Linked DNA regions of Sus scrofa: region 2 is linked to region 1. Evidence: chromatin contacts called from public Hi-C data. All regions are on one chromosome and are shown on one strand. The core of a region is the stretch at or near the end of the contact, and the rest is flanking DNA. Distances in the headings are between cores, read along the strand shown. Region 1 overlaps CPED1 (cadherin-like and PC-esterase domain-containing protein 1). Region 2 holds the start of CPED1 (cadherin-like and PC-esterase domain-containing protein 1).

What was found. A called contact is a pair of places that touch in the nucleus more often than the background predicts.
Region 2: a contact with region 1 is called in a Hi-C map of liver, with 3 times the contacts expected there. The contact joins the promoter of CPED1 here to the enhancer-like site in region 1. A contact is called at or near these places in 2 of 5 promoter capture datasets (fetal liver and liver), 10 of 47 Hi-C or Micro-C datasets (fetal liver, fibroblasts, heart right ventricle and 3 more) and 1 of 2 datasets of contacts at active chromatin or transcription factors (skeletal muscle).

The regions. Positions count from the first base shown.
Region 1 is chr18:25,881,323-25,884,022 of Sscrofa11.1, forward strand. All of the region lies in intron 4 of CPED1 (cadherin-like and PC-esterase domain-containing protein 1), which reads right to left. Among named protein-coding and RNA genes, the nearest start is that of CPED1, 55 kb to the right of the region's middle. Within about 2 kb of position 1,444, at least 4 of the 83 cell types and tissues checked have an H3K27ac peak or open chromatin away from gene starts, as enhancers often do. A contact at or near this core is called in fetal liver and liver, where this site is marked.
Region 2 is chr18:25,936,580-25,939,279 of Sscrofa11.1, forward strand. It overlaps CPED1 (cadherin-like and PC-esterase domain-containing protein 1), which reads right to left and starts at 1,344. Exons shown (of 23, transcript XM_021078989.1): 1 at 1,200-1,344.

The DNA.
Region 1 (2,700 bases), core at 194-2,693:
GCTACATCTGCCGGCCTACACTAGAGCCACAGCAACACCAGACCCAAGCCGCGTCTGTGACCTACACCACAGCTCATGGCAATGCTGGATCCTTAACCCACTGAGCAAGGCCATGGACTGAACCCACAGCCTCATGGTTCCTAGTCGGATTCGTTTCCACTGAGCCATGATGGGAACTCCATGAAGCAACTTTTGTTTTGAATATTTATGTTTACATAAATAAATCATGGTTCATAAAATTTCAAATTACTCATGCTCCAGTGTTGACAGTTATCTAACATGTATTATTTAGAATTTGTGGGTGCTTTAAGAATATTCATTAGAGTGGGCTCTAAGTGCAGTGGCTAAGTATTTATTTAGAAAAGTTCTACAGTGATTTGGTTAAGAAAACAGAATTTGAAGTCAGTTTAAATACGAGGTGCATCATTTATTAGCTAAGAGGACTTAAGGCATCTTCCTAATCTCTCTGTGCTTCAGTCTCCTTATATGTAAAAAATGGATATAAACAAATATGAAAGCCCTTAGAATGGTACCCAACAGGAGGCCTTGGCAAGAGGTTGGAAGGTGGGAGTAGAAAAAGGTAAGTTTTATCTTCCTGGCTTCCTCTCTGCAGCACTATGACTTGGCAATGGCTACAGTCCACTGTTTATAGCTCCTCTCCTTAGACTCCTCTTTCTTGGCTCTGGTTCTTACTAGGTTTCGCTATACCATGCCTTCTACAAACACTTCCTCAGACAGAGGGTGGTAAAATCCTATGATGTTGCTGGTCCCTGGACACCTCTAATCTTTTTTTGTTTCTCTTATCCTCCCCAAAGCTCTGTAAATAGCTTTTTCATTAGTTTCTCTTCAGTTAAATCCTTTTGAGTATGGCATTTGTTTCCTGCTGGGAGCTTGAATGATACACACAGCAAATATTGCCGACTTCACCCTGCAGTGGATGGGAAGCCGTGCAAGCTTTTAAGCACAGGAGTAACCAGGTTAATTCAGCATTTTCTAGTTTTCCCTCCGAAAACTGTGGTCAGGATGGGTTTCAGGGTCAAAACACTTGTTTCAGAGAAATCAGCGAGGAGGATTCAGCAATTGTCCTGGCTGGATATGGTGACTATCTGACCAGAATAAAGGCAGTAAGTATGGAAGGTGGGTTAAGATATTTGAGAATTTAGAAGTTAAATTCCTTAGTATTTGTGATTGACTGAATGCAGATGACAGGGGAGAGGCAGGACTCAAAGGTGAAGGCCAGATTTCCATCTTAGCAAGTGACAGAGTAGTTAATCATTCTTATGACCAGCAGAACAATTCTGCAGGGCTTCTAAATGCAAGCGCAGAAGTGAATTTGCCAGGGAAAATAAGGAATTCATTTTCTCCAGGCTGTTTTGGGTGACGGGGTAACATCTAAGTGGAGATAGACAGCAGGCAGTATTACATGCGAGCCTGAAGCCTAGGAGAGTACTTTGGACTTTAGACTAGATTTGAGAGTCATCAACTACATACGGTAGTTAAAACTTTGGGAAGGGTGTTAGGAAACAGAGGCATTTAAAGAATGGACAAATACTACTCAGCCATAAAAAAAAAAGAACAAAATAATGCCATCGGCAGCAACATGGATGGAACTAGAGACTCTCATACTAAGTGAAGGAAGTCAGAAAGAGAAAGACAAATACCATATGATATCACTTATATCTGGAATTTAATATATGGCACAAATAAACCTTTCCACAGAAAAGAAACTCATGGACTTGCAGAAGAGACTTGTGGTTGCCAAGGGGAAGGAGGAGGGAGTGGGATAGACTGGGAATCTGGAGTCAAAAGATGCAAACTATTGCATTTGGAATGGATAAGCAATGGGATCCTGCTGTATAGCATTGGGAACTATATCTAGTCACTTGTAATGGAGGATAATGTGAGAAAAAGAATGCATATATGTGTGTGTGACGGGGTCACTTTGCTGTGCAGTAGAAAATTAACAGATCACTGTAAACCAACCATAATGGAAAAAATAAAAATCATTGAAAAAAAAAATAAAGAATGGACAGAGTAAAGGTGGTCCTGAAGAACTCAGAAAGGATGGCCAAACAGGTACTAGCAGAACCAAAAGAATGTGCTCAGCCCAACAGCCCAGGGAAGAAAGAATCAGAAGGAGGAAGGAGTGATCAGAGCTGTCAACTGCAGAAATACCAAATATCCAGGATAGCTACTACAGTCTTATTTTACTGCCGAAAGATAGCTATCGGTTTTGACATTTTTCTCACAGATTTGTTAAAGTTACCAAAGATAGGGCATATGCACATTTCTAGCACAGCGACTAGCATATTGTAGGCATTTGATAATTTTTAGTTATTTTTTCTAAAAGCATTAAAGTTTACACATAATAGTAAATACTGGATGTCAATTTTAAAAGTTTATTTAAAAAACTGTATAAATGTTGTTATAATTTAGGATATCAATTTAAGTTTGAGAAAGTCAAAACAAGGGTCTAGAAAACAAAATCTTCTACTATTTTGAAAGAACACGGGGCCAGGGTAAGCAACATTCCACAAGCTATATATTTCTAGATCAGCTTTCAGGTCCATTAGATAAAACTGGATCCTTACTGGTAGCAGCTGAGGTTGAAGGGGATCCTATCAAACAAAACACTTTATGGTAAAGTGTCTAAGGCCTGGCCATTGAAACTTTCTCCAAAGATTCAATGGCTCCAGTTTT
Region 2 (2,700 bases), core at 94-2,593, 55 kb after region 1:
AGAGGTTTAACCCAAAGTGCCTGTTGCACAGCTGGACGCAGACCAGCTCGCCTTAACAGTTCCTCATTTTTCCTCCGGTTTTAAAGCCGTCCTGCTTTCAGCCTTTCATGTTTCTTAACTGCTTCCCCTCACTCCGTTTTAAATTGCCACTCTCCTGTAAGCCTTCTTTTAACATAAAAAGGGAACACACAGTCTGAATGGACATAGTTACCATCCGTAGAGGTTTGCTTGTATTTGTTTCGTTCCAAGTTCAAAGTTCTATGTACTTACTCAGTTTTCATCCTTTTAGCCAGAAAAAAGTTTCCATGATCCCCTAACAGCTTGCTGAGCAAAACTGCTCGGAAGGAACACCCAGCCGTAGGACTCCAATGCATCTCCCACCCAGGGACACACGCACACAGACACACAGACCCGCGCGGCGCGCGCCGACCGCACGCAGCGGGGAGCAGGGCAGCAGGCGGTGCAGCCAGGGGCCGGCGAGGGGGCGGGGCTAGGGCCCGGGCTCCTGGTCCTCGGGGGCAGCCGGAGCGCGCTGTCAGCTCCGGATCCCAAGCGGTGGGCTTCCCCAGACTGGAAAAAAACCTTTTCTCATTTGCCCTGAAATGCGGCCACCCACTCAGGGCTGCAGAATTTTAAATACGTATTTGATGTTTGACCCCTTCTGTAATTTCTTTTTCCCAAGACAGCACTGGAAAAACAAATAGCACTTCATCCACTGATGACAAAGGTCGACAAGGGAGACTGAAGCCAGACTCTGTGCGTAAATTGGGAGGATCACCACTCTAGGGAATTGAAGTCCCTTTTATGGGGATAAGAAAGTCCTGCGTACTGCTGTCTGGACCTCAGAACGTGAAAGTCTGTTAATTTGCATTGATACTACCGGAAGTCTTTTTTTTTTTTTTTTTTTTTTTGGTCGGCACCTAATTCGTATCACTTATTGCTCCTTTCCTGGAGTAAGGCTGAGTTTTTCAAAGGCTAATTGCCTGACACTTCGCTCCTCTAATGAATGGATTGGAGCAGACGCTGGGTCACTTTTGCTCACCAGAAAGGCGTTGTCCAGAAGTCAACTTAATCTAATGCTATACAATCTGCCACAAGGAACTCCTAGGAGGGCAAGTCTGCAAACTCCATCCACTCTTGCTGAGTCAGGTGAGGGAACGCAAAGGAGAAAGGCAAACTGTACAAGGCATGTTGCTCACCTCTTCCAGCCTTGGCTTTGCAGTCTGGAGAACCAGGACTGGCTTATGCTCATAGCAGACATTCTTTCAAGGCTCTTCTAAATAGGTTTTATGACCTGTTTCTGACCCAAACTCGTTCTTGTGAGCTGAGGTTCTCTTGTGAGGCCACACCCCTAAAGTGATCCCATCCTTTAGGCACGCTCCTCTGGGTCACTTGTATTTTGTGAGACGGAGCGCCCCCTAGGGGTGTCTCGCTATTACAGAGACAAGGGCATCTACACTTCCTTGCTTGGAAAAAACTGAGACCTTAACAGATTAAATAAAGCTTTAGAGAATAGGTATCCACACTAAAGTTAGATTTATGCCAAACCCTTTCGTACATCCCCTCCAGTGTATTTAATATTATTTTCTTTATAGATTCAGAGCCCTCAACCCCATGACAAATGAAGGAATGGAGAAAAATTAAATGACATTTGACCTTCAGAAGTCAAGAGAATTTTAAGAGGAAATGGCTAAACAATAGTGTTGGAAGACATAGTTTTGGTAGATGCAACGTAATTTGAGAGAGGATAGGAATTATGAGATCTCTAAATTAGAACTGTCCTTGTGTTGCTATGAGCCAAGGTGAGACAAAGTTCTTTACTAGGTGGAGAGGAATGGACATTGCATTTCTATTAAGGCAAAAAGTCTGAGAACTGAGAGTCCAGGGAATCTGAAGAGTCATTTTTATGCATTATCCATTTGCTGAGTACAGGATATGAGAGAAAGCATGAATCAAATGCTAAAATCATACTGTCTTTGAGCTAGGAGAAGCAAAAGACAACAGCATAGGTAATTTTATAGCTAGACTTCAAATAGCCGGTATCAGAAAGAAGATGACAAATTAGTATTCTAGAAACAAAAAGGTTGGAAAACCCAATTCCCTGTTTTAACCACTGAGTCTGAGGCAGGGAGAGAAGTGGTAAATAAAGGAATATCTGCAGAAGTGAGAAAATGGATAGGGTGGGACAGTGGAAAGGAGAGGTGGGAAATAAGATACAAATAAGACTAAGGGTGTCAATAGATAACGTCTGGCATTAGAGCTAACCCAGTCTGAGTAGACCCATAGCACTGCCACCTGTCACCTGGCTTTTAAACAAGTGATTTGTGAAATGAGCCTATTAATGCCTGCCTTTAGGCGTTGGTGGTGTGACTGAATCAGATTTTGGATGAGAGGAGCATTCCGTGCACATCTGTGGGAAGAAATACACGCTGAACACATGCCTGTTGTGGTTTTGATCCTGAGGCTGTGCACTCAGCCTGGTTTGGGGTCAGATGCATGAAGAGGGGCCTCTTGGAGAAGCCTCCAAAGCAAACCTGAGCATTTAGTATTTAGTTCTCGTCCCTTGATTCTGTAAGGCGGGGTTGGGTGGCCGAAGCTTGTTTGGGAGAATGAGAACGAGAGTGGGATGGAAGTGAGTAGAAGTGGGAGATGACAGTGGGAGGTATTCATGCCCCTGTGGTGTCGGAAGTTGACGTAGGA